Regions from separate parts of the Mus musculus genome. Here regions 2 and 3 are each linked to region 1. The links are chromatin contacts, called in public HiChIP or PLAC-seq maps. All regions are on one chromosome and are shown on one strand. Each heading gives the region's core, a stretch centred on a gene start, on an enhancer-like site or on the middle of the called end of the contact. The rest is flanking DNA. Distances are from core to core; before and after follow the strand shown.

Evidence for each region. HiChIP or PLAC-seq counts read pairs in DNA pulled down with a chosen protein or histone mark.
Region 2: an HNF4G HiChIP or PLAC-seq map of pancreatic cancer cells shows a contact between it and region 1. The contact joins two enhancer-like sites. A contact is called at or near these places in 2 of 39 promoter capture datasets (the HPC-7 cell line and embryonic stem cells), 1 of 484 Hi-C or Micro-C datasets (embryonic stem cells) and 1 of 115 datasets of contacts at active chromatin or transcription factors (pancreatic cancer cells).
Region 3: a FOXA1 HiChIP or PLAC-seq map of pancreatic cancer cells shows a contact between it and region 1. The contact joins two enhancer-like sites. A contact is called at or near these places in 1 of 115 datasets of contacts at active chromatin or transcription factors (pancreatic cancer cells) and 1 of 9 other capture datasets (liver).

Annotation. Positions count from the first base shown.
Region 1 is chr4:137,888,063-137,892,567 of GRCm38.p6, forward strand. The region is part of intron 1 of Ece1 (endothelin converting enzyme 1); the gene reads left to right. Among named protein-coding and RNA genes, the nearest start is that of Gm13012, 6.4 kb to the left of the region's middle. Within about 2 kb of position 2,754, at least 83 of the 459 cell types and tissues checked have an H3K27ac peak or open chromatin away from gene starts, as enhancers often do. A contact at or near this core is called in pancreatic cancer cells, where this site is marked.
Region 2 is chr4:137,446,222-137,450,726 of GRCm38.p6, forward strand. All of the region lies in intron 1 of Gm13010 (a long non-coding RNA gene), which reads right to left. Among named protein-coding and RNA genes, the nearest start is that of 1700013G24Rik, 4.8 kb to the right of the region's middle. Within about 2 kb of position 2,585, at least 92 of the 459 cell types and tissues checked have an H3K27ac peak or open chromatin away from gene starts, as enhancers often do. A contact at or near this core is called in pancreatic cancer cells, where this site is marked.
Region 3 is chr4:137,627,636-137,632,140 of GRCm38.p6, forward strand. It overlaps Usp48 (ubiquitin specific peptidase 48), which reads left to right. Exons shown (of 27, transcript NM_001355588.1): 15 at 539-610. Among named protein-coding and RNA genes, the nearest start is that of Usp48, 36 kb to the left of the region's middle. Within about 2 kb of position 1,901, at least 26 of the 459 cell types and tissues checked have an H3K27ac peak or open chromatin away from gene starts, as enhancers often do. A contact at or near this core is called in pancreatic cancer cells, where this site is marked.

The DNA.
Region 1 (4,505 bases), core at 1,504-4,003:
GCAAGAATGAGGCCAGCCTGGAGGTGAGTAGTGTGTTCGTGGGAAGACAGAGCAGGCGCCATGGGACTGCATGTGTTTATACAGCCTGTCCTGGACAGGCAGGGAGCCCTGGACCATCTTGGGTAAACATCCGGACACTTGTCAGTTCAGTGGAGGACAGAGGCAAACCAGAGGCCAGCTGCCAGTGCCTTTCTTTACCTCGAGTGACGCCGGTGTGCCCTGGTGGATGAATGAAGAGGTGCCATGGAGCTGACATTTACTGTACACTTAACATGTGCCCGGCCATTTGCAGACAGTGTCTCAGCACATTGTGTGGTCTGGTTTATTATTTTACTTCGCTAATGTAGAAACCAAATCATATGAGTCGTGCTGATAACCTAATTCCGTTGAAAACCACAGCGTTTGGTTTTCCGGGAGTCTATTTTTGTGTGTGTGTTGCTATAACAAAATAACCTAGACTAGGTCATTTATTAAGAGTAGAGGTTTATTTGTCCTGGAGGCTGGAAAGGTCAAGAACACAGTGCTTGTACCTTAGACGACCTTCCTGCCGTTTCATCTATGATCCAGGGCATTGAATCCCAGAGGGTGAGAGGACCGAATCTCAGGTCTCACTGGCTAGACCAGACTGACCTTGAACTCACAGAGATCTGCCTGCCTCTGCCTTCCAAGTGCTGGGATTCAAGGCATGTGCCACCACCACACTTGGTCCTCTCTTCCTCTTCTAACAAAGCTACTAATGCCACCACGAAGTCCTGACCACACTCATGGCCACATGGAGTCCCAGTGACCTCCCAAAGACCACACACATCCTTACACTAATGTGAGTCTGGGGCATAAGTTTCTAACACACAGACTTTGGGGACACGTTTAAACCACAGCAGAGGATGAATATATAAAGTGCAGCTCGGACAGTATCCTCAAGCCTACCTCAGTGGCGCTACTTTCCAGGCAAACTTAATCCCTTCTAAACCTTATGCAGCACCATCAGCCCCCACCTCAGAGATCCCTCCATCTGCCCACTCTGATTCTTGCTACACACTCTCTCCCCGGTTTACTGTTTCCCCTCAAAACAGTGAAATTGGTTTTGATCATTTACTTAAGTATCGTGGCTGTGTATGGCAGGCAAGTAAGGGTTCTGTCACAGACCTTCATCCCAAGCTGCCTCTGTCACAGGATTAGGGACAGGCCCAGCCGGGGTGACTGTCAGATGCAGGCCAGTCTGGTCTACACAGAGTGATCTGACAGGGGTGACTGTCAAATACAGCTCTCCTTTCTGAAGCTTCCCGTCACCTCTTTCTTCCCACCAGGAAAAAGATGTCACTGACTCTGGCAGCCTAGGCATGTGGACTGTGTGTCAGGCCAGCTTGGTGATTTGAAGTCCTCAAAAATTGGGGTTTAGTTGTCATTCTAACCCCTGGGTCTGAAGTGGGGTGGTGGTGAGTTTGAGGCTGTGTTGGGTAACAGTGTGAGACCCTATCTCAAAAAACAAAAAAAGAGGAAAAAGGAGTGGGTGGAGTTTAGATTTCATCCCACCCATCATGAGGTGGGCAGAAATTGGAGCCAGGGATGAGAAAGTCTGCCCCCAGAGACTCACAGGATAGTCTAGGTAAAGGTGGCATTTAGATGAAGGGACATAAGGCCAGGTCTCCCTGTGTTAGTGGCTTGGGACAGAGTCAGGGAAGGACAAAGAGGTGAAGGCCATAGATTCCCCCAGATGCCACAGAGTGCTCAGGAATTCGAAAACAGCCCTCCACAGGAGCCACAGCACAGGTCCTCTAGAGACGCAGGCACTGGGCAATCAGTGAGAGCCTTCTGCTCTCCGCTTCCCAGCCCTGAGGCTTACCGTGCTCCCCCACATTTCCCCTGGCTACTGTCCCCCTTCAGTCCCACAGAGAGACCACCAGGGCAGTGACGGAGCTGGGGGTCATATTTGATCTAGCAGTGTGCACGAATGGGACACGGACCTGGATGCCACCAGGACGTGTCCTCTGGTGCCTTCAAGGAAACACCTCAAGCTGAGAGAGGTGACATTGGTGCCAGTTTTGCTGGAGAATATTCGGGTCCCATCTAAGTCTGTCTCTGAGGCAGGAGATGGGCAATTGCACGCCATGCTTGAATAGTCCTGTTCTAGCCGAGGACTTGGAAATATCACGAAGTTGATTGATTTGGTCCAAGCTAACTCCAACTCCAGAATGTGACACAGAATCACAGGAGGGCAAAGGGAAGCCAGAGTGGAGAGGAAGTCTATTGATGGTAAGGGACTGTGTGACATGGACCCTCCTCCCCAGGTAAGGATCAGAAGTTTGAGGTGTTGTAACAGGGCTGGAGGAGTCAGTGCAGACCCATGACAGGGGGGCCAGGGCTGCCCGATATCCTGAGGCCTGGAATGTCACCAGCTGAGCATCACTGTAGGCTAGGGCTGGCTTGGTGACAAGCCTGTGGAACCAGCCCCTGCTCTCTGTGCGTTTCAAGAGACCCCCACATATGTCTCCCTCCAAAGCGTGTGTGTGTGTGTATATGTGTGTGTGTGTGTGTGTGTGTGTGTGTGTGTGTGTGTGTGTGTGTGTGTAGAGCAAGGTAGTTGAGACCCATCAAAAGTACAGTGAAACTACAGGATGGCAGAGAAGCCACCCAGCCTCTGAAATAGAACATTCCAGAAGGTTCAGTGAGAAGCACTCTTGTGGCCCTGGGGACCCGTGGCTTTGCCACTCCCTCTGCTGGCGAATTTCCTGTTCTGAGTGTCAATGGCTTAGTACATTGAACATGAGCAACATGAGTCACAGACCACAGGGTGTTTACTTCTGCCTCTGGCCTGTCCCTAAGCATTGGGTCTGAGTGGTGTCCACTTGATGACCTGGGGTCCATGCAGCCTCTGCTGTCATTTCTAATGCTCTGACGTTTCCCTGTCCGCTCCTGGTGACTATGGTAGCTTCCTCCAAGAGGATATCTTAGGGAGGGGAACTGGAGAAGTTCCGGATCTGCCAGTGATGGACAGCACCCAGAAACGGTGTCTGGTCCATGCAGGCATCTGGTCATTGATTGAGTTGTATCAGATGATGGAGAACATTTTCAGGGACTTGCCTAAGCCTTTGAAAGGAGGGTGCTTCCTACCTCAGAGAACAGTTAATCATGACCTCCCCACCCCAACCCCAGTCCTCCCAGTCCTGGTCCTCTTGTATCCCCCAGGTCGGCCGCTGCTGTTTCTCTCTGGAAGCTGTTGTGTGGACACGTGGGAACGCAGAGGAAGGAGATAGGCTTTAGATACCTGGTGGCCTAGAAGTCGGTGTGCAGCACTCTCTGAAGTGTTGTGGAAGTTGTTAGGTTGAGTGGAGCTAGCTGGCTAGTCACCTTTGGCCTAGGAGACTACTGGGAATTGGGAGTTGAGGAGACTCTTGTTCTGGGGCTGACCCAGAGGGAACTGCAGAGGTTAGGACCAGTTCAGTGACAGAACCCTGATGAGGAGAGTCGATGAGGAGAGTCCCTTGCTTGCAGCATAAGCTGCCTTGTTTGCTAGCTGTGTGTTTGCTGTGGAGTGATGGATTGGCTGTTAGATGTAGAATTAGCAAGTATAATGTTAACTCTCAGCATGGTGCCTAGATAGTAATTACGGGGGACAGGCCAGGTGTCACCAACCAGACAGCCTGATGACATTGGAAACACAGCATCACAGGAAAGTCATGGGCCAGCTTTGTCAGGATGCCTTCCTAGAGCCGAGACAGGAGGCAGATGAGAAGGGAGGGGGTGACACTCTAGTGAGCCCTGATTTTTCCAGCTAGGCTGGGTCAGGAGAGGGGGCTCTCCATCTTGGCAGGGACGAGGGAGGGGACAAGTTTCCTGGGCTCTCTCTGCTCTGTCCTTTGCCACCAGGCTGATTGCTCCTTTGGAAGAGAAGAAAGCTTGTCCCTAATTGTTCATTATGCAATTGCAAATTGGCTCTGGAACTGGGCTGAGCAGAGCCAAGCCCTAGAGGGGAGGGGAACCCCAAGCTGGGTGACTACAGAGCATTTTGGGGACCCAAAAGGGGGTTTGGGAATGTCGTCTATGTGAGTATCCCAGGCAGAGACACCCTTCCCAGAACACTCCATTTGGTAGCGCCCCATAGTACCTAACTGTTGCGGAGACCTGGGACCTCCTCCTCACCCCAGCTGTATGACCTTAGGCTGGGTATCTACCTTCTCTGTGCCTCTAAGAGGGTTTGCTGGAATGACTACTTTAGAACCTGTTGGGCTCAGAACCGATTCACCCCTTGGGCAGTAGCTTTTGTTGCTGTTCCAGATGCCATTGCTGTTTACAGGCAACAACAGCGGTCTGTGTGATCCTCAGGTTAAACCAGGGAGTACATTCCAGCAGTCTGTGCTGTGTCTCTGTGGCCGGGCCATTCCTGTGTGGTCACGGTAGCACCCAGCATCACTGCAGGTGTCCTGGGAGTGCCTTTCTTGGGAGGTAGCACTTGATTCTGATGTGTCTCTTCCTGGGTCCTCCCATTCATTCCTGCCAGACCCGGT
Region 2 (4,505 bases), core at 1,335-3,834, 440 kb before region 1:
TCTATCTTCTGAGTGTTTCTTTTATGTATTCGTGTATTGTGCTGGCATACATATGTGTGCATCATACATGTGCATGCAGTGCCCACAGAGGCCAGAGAGGATATCAGATCTGCTGGAACTGGAGTTGCTGATGGTTATCATAAAGGGCTATGAGGATCGGGTTGTAGAGAGAGGTCAGGGTTTGCATATGCTCGGCCCAGGGAGCGGCACAATTAGAAGGTGTGGCCTTGTTGGAGTAGGTGTGTGTGTCACTGTGGATGTGGGCTTTAAGACTCTCATCCTAGCTGCCTGGAAGCCAGTATTCTGCTAGCAGTCTTCAGATGAAGATGTAGAACTCTCAGCTCCTCCTGTACCATGCCTGCCTGGATGCTGCCATGCTCCCATCTTGACATCTCTTCAGTCCCCATAATCAAGGTTTTAATAAAGGAAGGAAGGCAGGCGGGAAGGAGGGAAGAAAGAAAGAAAGAAAGAAAGAAAGAAAGAAAGAAAGAAAGAAAGAAAGAAAGAAAGAAAGAAAGAAAGAAAGAAAGGAAGAAAGGAAGGAAGAAGGAAAGAAAGAAAGAAAGAAAGAAAGAAGGAAAGAAAGAAGGAAAGAAAGAAAGAAAGAAAAAGAAAGGAAGGAAGGAAGGAAGGAAGAAGGAAAGAAAGAAAGAAAGAAAGAAAGAAAGAAAGAAAGAAAGAAAGAAAGAAAGAAAGAAAGAAAGAAAGAAAGAAAGACCAAATCTTGTGATATTTTAAGTTTCTGATCTTGTGCCACATTCCCAGCCATCCTGAGGTTCATGAAGCCCGTGAGCTGCAGACTGGACATACTGCAGACTCGGTTCCCAGTTATAAAGTGGGAATGAGAAAGAAATGAGCTGATGCATAAGACTTAGCATAGGGGGCTGGAGAGATGGCTCAGCGGTTAAGAGCACTGACTGCTCTCCTGAAGGTTCTGAGTTCAAATCCCAGCAACCACATGGTGGCTCACAACTTCCCATAATGAGATCTGATGACCTCTTCTGGGGTGTCTGAAGACAGCTACAGTCTACTTACATATAACAATAAATAAATCTTAAAAAAAAAAAAGACTTAGCATAGAACCCAGGATATGTGTGTGTGTGTGTGTGTGTGTGTGTGTGTGTGTGTGTGTGTGTTGTATATGCTTGTGCACATGTGTATGTGTGCACACTCATGTTTGTGTGAGTACATGCGTAGTCATAATTATTGTGGTTTTCCTAGCTGAGGAAACACAAGTTCAAAAGTGTGGTCATTTGGCCCGGGTCCCCTACTCCAGTGCTCTGCTGGCAACAGAATCTCAAAGGAAAGTCTTAATTTGTCACACATGCTGGGGTGAAGGTTCCCGGTTGTGCTTGGCTTTAGACTCCCCATGCTTAACAACAGCCTACCACACCCTGCCCGGTGGTGCATATCTGTTATCCTGGTACTCAGCAGGCAGAGACCACATTTTCAGACCTTATCAAAGAAAAGAAGGAGGAGGAGGAGAAGAGGAGGAGGAGAAGAGGAGGAGGAGGAGGAGGAGAAGGAGGAGGAGGAGGAGAAGAAGGAGAAGAAGAAGAAGAAGAAGGAGGAGGAAGAGGAGGAGGAGGAGGAGGAGGAGGAGGAGGAGGCAAGCAAACAACAAAATCAGCCTACCAAATTCCAGAATGTTGAACAACTGGCTCCAGCCAGCTCCAGGCCAGGCCATCACTACAGCAGCTGGTGCGTTGGTGGAGGCTTCGGATCTGAGCCTGGAGGTCTTGCAAACATTTGCTATTACAGCAATTTGACTGCGCTCACTAGCCACCCTCCTACCCATTTTACAGACTAGGAGACTGAGAACTCTACCTCCTCCTCCTGCACCAACCTCTCTCAGGGCAACATGCACACAAATCTATTTGTGACCATCTTCTTCTAGAGGGAATTTCCCAGACACCTCCCAGATTGGTGGCTCTGCCTCCAAAGCCCTGTAGCAGCTTGGCAGGAGGGCACTGTTGTTGGCTGGGGTCCTGGCCAAGCCCCACCCATCCTAGACCTCCTGGGTTGGAACCTGTCCTGGCCTGTACCTGCCATACGTGGGCTTGGGGAAGCACTGTTTTTGGCAATAGGTACAAAAGAGGGGCCTTTTTCCTGGGGGTGCTGGGAGGGATGGAGGGTGCATGACTCATGCACCCTGGTGGGTAGAAGGCTGCAGGCAGCGTGGGGAGTGGGGAGAGAAGAATTCCTGGCCCAGGAGAGATTTATTGTGCTGCGGGCAGGCTGGCTTCATGCCAGGTAGGGATTCAGGGGTGGCCCACTGCCAGGCAGTCATCGGAGGCTGGGCACAGATGCCCTTCAGGCATGATGGGAGCACCGAAACTTTCGTGCCTCTAGCTGTCCCTGACTGCTGTCACACACATGTGGCTGCTGCTGAGCTGAGCTTGTTTGCGTGTGATGTTTCCAAGGGTCATGAAGTGAAGGGACATAAAGGACATCCCACCCCTCATCTCAGACCTTCAAGGGGACAGGAGAAACTACATGGCAAGTGAGGGGTTAATGTGCGGACTACAAGCAGATGAATCAGGAGTAGTCTCAGTAGACAGGCTGCTTACTCCCTGAGTCCTGAGGGACACCAGAGGAGTGAGAGAGCCTGGAATATTTGTGCCTAGGGGCAGAGGATGGAGAAAGGGGACCTCCTGGGTTTAGAAGGGAACAGGAAAGGTGGGGTATTGATAAGACAGGGGAGGGGAGTCAAGTGAGAAGGGAGAGAGTGGGAGGGGCAAGAGTAACCCGAAAAGCCACAGATTGTAGCTGGTTTGGCCTTGGAGCTAAGAAGCCAAGGCTGGATGGAGGTGGTCCAGGTGAGGTAAAGGGTCGAGACTGTAGCAATAGACCATGCAGGGTGGGATGTCACATCCACCCTGGGCATTCTGAGTCCCAGGAGTACTAAGTACTTAGTACTGAGGTACTAAGCTGGGAGAGGCTAGGGCTCAGTATGGAGTAAAATTACAGTTCCTGGCCACTTTGCCTCCCCTCTCAAAGCTGATTCATTCACAGCATCACTTTCCTTACCTCTCCTGAATGAAAAAGTGACCCGCCCCTCTTCCTCCCTCACACTTCAGCCTCCAACCTCCTCTCTGAACCAAGAAGGTGTGGTCTTAATTCTAGTCTGCTGGGCATGTGCTGGCAAGTCCTGCTCTCTCTCTGAACTGCTGATGACCTCATCTGGAAAACAAAATACCTACCTCAGAGGGGGTACTGTGAAGATTAGATATGAGAGTGGATATGCAGGGGCTGGCAAAAAATGCTATCAGGTTCTATTGTATACATTAGGAGTTCCATAAGTGTCGGCCTTTGGGAATGGGCTGGGAAGGACAGAAACAGTGTCCTTATATGCTGCTGTTGCTGAACCCAATGGGTCCAACCTGGGCTAGGATCTCAAAGCCACCCCTCTTCCATCAGCAAAGGAAGATTTTAGTCCTTCTTGTCCCCCTCTGACTGAAGGTCTCCGTGAGTCACCAGCTGGCCTGAAGATCCCATAGAGTAGAGGCGGCATAGAGGAAATTCGCTGATCTTCCTAAGACAGGGCCTGGCTTTCTGGGAAGATGGAGAAACGGTACATTCCTCCCGAAATAATCCTACAGCTATTTCCAGTGCTACTGTGCCCAGGCCAGAAACGGCCAGTGATCTCCGTGCTTGGATACCATTTGGACAAACAGCCCAGAGGCCCAGCCCTCAGCTGGCTGCCCGCCTGCCTGGCCTCCCAGTCTCCAGCCCAGCGCTGTACCCAACCTTGGCTCAGGCCTCAGAAGAGAGTGGCTACCACTCGCCTTGTTCACTGAGTTCTCCACACTGCTCTTGGTCTATGGGGAGCCTCTCGGTCTCTCATCTCTGTGCCCTACTTAGCTGACTCCCACCCAGAGGCAGAAAGTTCTTTGTTCTCAACAATTGAACAGCAAGGAGGTCGCAGGACACTGGGTGACAGTGACTTGCAATACACAATCTGATCATTAGGAAACATGGGCTGGACCCAAACTGGAGAACATTCTGCTGATAACTAGTGCATTCTATTCTAAACCGTCAGAGCCCTCCATGAAGAAAGAAGGGGGCAGGGCGTGGTGGCGCACGCCTTTAATCCCAGCACTTGGGAGGTAGAGGCAGGCAGATTTCTGAGTTCAAGGCCAGCCTGGTCTACAGAGTGAGTTCCAGGACAGCCAGGGCTATACAGAGAAACCCTGTCTCAAAAAAACCAAAAAAAAAATGTAAGGCAGGAAGTGATAGAGGACACCAGACATCCACCCATCAGCCTCCAGCTTCCAAACATGCATATACACATGAACATGTACACATGTACAGACACATATGAACATGTACCCACACATAACATACACAAATGCACAGATATGAACATGTATGTGCATGCATACATGAGCATGTACAAGAGGAGAGAGAGATTTTCAGACCAAAGAAGTGCATTCTGGTCAGGATGAACATTTGAGAGGTAACTGGTAAAATCTGACTGACTTTGGGTAAATTAATGGGTTAAT
Region 3 (4,505 bases), core at 651-3,150, 260 kb before region 1:
CTCTGCTTTATAGATCAAGCTGGCCTTGAACTCCTGGGTGAGATCCAACTGCCTCTGCTTACTGAGTGCTGGTATTAAAGGGGCATGTCACCACTCTTCTCTTCTCTCCTCTCCCTCTCCCTCTCCCTCTCCCTCTCCCTCTCCCTCTCCCTCTCCTCTTCTCTATTGACATTCAGGGTTTCTGTGTGTAGCCCCGGGTGTCTTGGAACTCATTGTAGACCAGGTTGGCCTCAACTCTTTTCTTTTTTCAGTAAAGTCACAGGACAGTTCCTCCCCCTAAAGTTCTGATCTTTCTTTGTTCATTGTCCCCAGTGTTGGGATCACAGCAGGCTTCTTTCATAACTCTTCAAAATCATTAGCTGTCATTGATTGAGGTTTTCCCTTCTAAGGGAAGGAAAAGCAGCCCTCCCTTCCCCGCACAGCTGTGCAGGCCGCCGCCGTGGGGTCTGATTTTAGAGTGATCTCAAGTTTCCTTTAAGCTGCTTTGACCTGTGAACCACACCAGCCAGACCAGTAACTCTCTGTTCCTTTTGATTAGATGAATCAAAGGAAGAAAAGAAAGAAGAGGAGGAGGAATTAAATTTTAATGAAGACATTCTGTGTCCTCATGGTAAGCCCGAAGCTTGAGTCTGTTGTCAGTTTTGCATCAGCTCGACAGGTCTTGTTCTACACGTCCACTGAGGTTGTAACCCTAATGGTTTGTTTAGATTTTTAAGTTAGAGTTTTGTCATATATATAGTCCTGTACCTCCCACGTGCTGGGGTCACAGGTATGGGTCAGAACACCTTCCTGAAAGTTCTTTATCGAATATTTGGGAACTTAACAATAGCTCTCACAATGCCAGTCTGAAGTCCAAATGCATTTTTCTGTTAGGTAGGTTTTACCCCACTGTTGTAGGAGTCAGTGTGGGTCGTGGGAAGTGTCGCTGCTCAGTGCTGTCTCTGTTCACTACAGAGCCTGAGCTCTGGAAGTTAAGCACACTTGTGGGGGCTTAGGGCTGCTGTTGCTTTCCTTTCCTTCTTTGGGAAGTACAGAGCTGGTTTCACTGCTGAACTGCGTGCAGGAAGAGGGCTCAGCAAACCTGCGTTCAGTGTAGAACTTACTTCAGCCATTTCTGTTCTATCTTGTGTCCCCATCCTCAGGGCAGAGGATGAGTCGTGTCAGCCTTGTGGCTTAGGTTTTATGTGTGTGGTTAGAAGGGACGTTGATTATAGGACAGAGGCTGACAATTAACCATCTGGTAGATTAAGGGTGATATGTCCTTTTCTGCTCGTTCATGGCTCATTCTTTGTAGTCTAAGCTTACACCGAACTTGGGGAGCATCTATGTCAGTTTTTACAGAGCTGGATTCAGGTGTGTGATGTGTCTGAAGGGCTTGCAGGGGAACCTCTTTTGCTGGGTGTGGTGGAGCAACCCTCTAATCCCAGCACTCAGGTGGCAGTCAGCTGAATGGTGATCTCTATTAGATGCAGACCATCCTGGTCTACACAGAGATTCCTAAACTAACCAAGGCAGTACCATAGGTTGTCAAATCAAATCTTTTTTGAAACTGAGCTCTGGCTCAGTTTCAAGCTTAAATTAATCCCCTTGCCTCAGTCTTCTAAGTGTACAACGCTGGTTAAGATTGAGTTTTTGAATCTCATTTTAACCTCTATGTCCTTTGCCATGCCTGTAGCATAGTAGATCTGTTTTTAGAAAATCTTTTCAACACACATCTCTGTATGAGTGAGTGTGTATGAGCACAGGTGTCTGCCGAGGCCAGAGGCATTGCAGCCCTTGGAACTGGCTAGGCTGGAAATCAAGCTCCAGTCCTCTGCAGAAATAGTATGTTCTTAAGCTTCCGGTAAGGGGCATGATTCCATGCAGGGCTTAGGTCGTCTTCCCCTTCAGCTTTTACATGATTCACAGGGGTTGGACTCCGGTTTGGCAGGCTTCCATGTATGGCGGGCGTCTTTTCTGCCGAGCTGTCTTGCCTGTCTCTTTGGTTCCTTCTTAAGAGACTTTTGCCAACTTAGAGTAATTTTTCTTGTGTGGTGTACATGTATATGTGGGTATACTTCTGTGTGTGATATGTCTATAAATGAATGCACATGTAGTAGGAACCAGAGGACAACCATGGGCATCTTTCACTTTTATTAAAAGTGGCTGCTGGAGAGATGGCTCTGCAGTTAAGAGCACTTGCTTTTGCAGAGAGATACAGGCTTGGTTCCAGTCACTCACATGGTTGCTGGAAATGCTTTAGAACTCTCTGTGACTCCAGTTCTAAAGGTCCCAGTGATCACTTCTTGCTTTCATGGGCAACAACCACACATGCGTTGCACAAATATACATGCGGGCAAAACACCATGCACATAAAATAAAAGTCGGTCTTAAAATAGAGATGCTTGGGCTGGCGAGATGGCTTAGCAGGTAAGAGCACTGACTGCTCTTCCTAAGGTCCTGAGTTCAAATCCCAGCAACCACATGGTGGCTCACAACCACCTGTAATGGGATCTGATCCCCTCTTCTGTGCATCTGAAGTCAGCTACAGTGTACTTATGTACAATAATAAATAAATCTTTTTTTTTTAATAGAGATGCTTTCTCTTTTTTTAAAAGTCTTTACTGTTGTGCTAGGCTGTCTGGCTAGCTAGTTCAAGCAGATCTCTGCGTCCCCTGTGCTGTGGTTGCAGTGTGTGACATCACTCCCAGGCTCTGTTTTACATAGGCTCTGGGAACAGCTTAGTCAGCAAATCCTTGATGAAGTGAGCTATTTCCCTGATGACCCCCTCGAAGCTTTAAGTGTTTTGTAGATGCCAGTTCTTCTTTGTAGTCTTCATATAGAGTATTCAGGTCAGTCATGGCTACATGATTGAGACAAAGAAGAGGAACAAATGATATTGATTGACCACTGAGAAAAATTGAGTTTTAAAGGGTCCATTTTGGTGGCTGGAACTTGAGCTCGGTGGGGGAGGAGCACCTCGAGGTTGTGGTGTGTGCTGCTGAGCTGGCAGTGGTGCTAACTCTATTGGAAGGGTTGACTAGAATTATCCTTTCTGATTTTTATCAAGTGCTGTGTTTTGTGTTTAATGTGTATGGGTGTTTTGCCTGGATGTGCACTACATGTGAGCATCATTGTTTATGCTAGAAGGGAACCTTGGATCTTCTGGAATTCATTACAGATAGTTGTGAGATGCTTTGTGAGTGGTGGAAACTGAACCTGGGTCATTTGCAAGAGCAACAAGGGCTCTTATCCACTGAACTAGCTCTAGCCCCATTGAATCATTCTTATCTTTTTTAAAAAAATTTATGTACTTATTTCATATATATGGGTACACTGTAGCTGTTTTCAGACACACCAGAAGAGGGCATCAGATCCCATTACAGATGGTTGGGAGCCACCATGTGGTTGCTGGGAATTGAACTCAGGACCTCTGGAAGAGCAGTCAGTGCTCTTAACCTCTGAGCCATCTCTCTAGCCCCTGGACTGTATCTCCAATTTTTTCTTAATTTTGGGGTGAGGGGGTGCTATCCTAATGTAAAAACAATAATTAAGGAAGTGGTTCTCTCCTGCCTCTTTACATAGTTCCCTGGGACTTAATTTTTTAAATTTTTTTTCCTTTGGTTTTTTTTTTTTTTTTTTTTAAGACAGGGTTTCTCTGTGTAGCCCTGGCTGTCCTGGAACTCACTTTGTAGATCAGGCTGGCCTCAAACTTAGAAATCCACCTGCCTCTGCCTCTCAAGTCCTGGGATTAAAGGGGTGAGCCACCACCGCCCAGCCCCTGGGACTGAATTTAAAGGTCAGTCTATCGCAGCACATGCCTAGTCCGCTGAGCCATTTCCTCAGCCCAGTAAATGTTAACATTGCCATCGGACTCCTTTGCTTATTTGCAACATGCAGTTGTTTGTGGAATGTGGACAGCCATTGAGTTCCCATCCCACCCAGTATCTTCCCAGGTGAAATTATCCTCCTGCCTCACTCTCCAAAAGCCAAAATTGAATCCTGTCCATTGTTTTCTAAGCCTGGAAGATATTTTATTTTTCTGTTTTTCCCTGTGCCTATTCTCTGGACCTTTCCAGAACTTTCTTGTTGTTGCTGACACTCTGAGGTACAGGAGAGGGTTGTTCAGGCCCTGAGCCAGGAGGAGGGAGGAGGGCTGAGTTGGAGGGGGGACTGCAGGAGAGGGAGGGATTGCTTGTGTCCTTTTTGTGCTTTGTAGCACTGGCTGACCTTGAACGTTTGGCCTCCTCAAGGTCCAGCAACAACAGCATATTGTACTCTTCCAGGCGTCCACCACCACCACACGAGCTTACCATAGCCTTTCCTTGAGATTATTCAGAGGTCCAGAAAGGGGGGGGGGCAGAATTAACTCAAGATAACATTTTGTGTTATTAGAATGTATTGGGCATGGCAAAGACAGCCTTGTTAAGCCAGGTGCTAGGCTGCCTCTGGTAAATTCACCTTTTTACTCTGAAACGTGGCTGTATTGCTTGTTAACAAACACATCTGTAGCTTCCTGGCCAGTG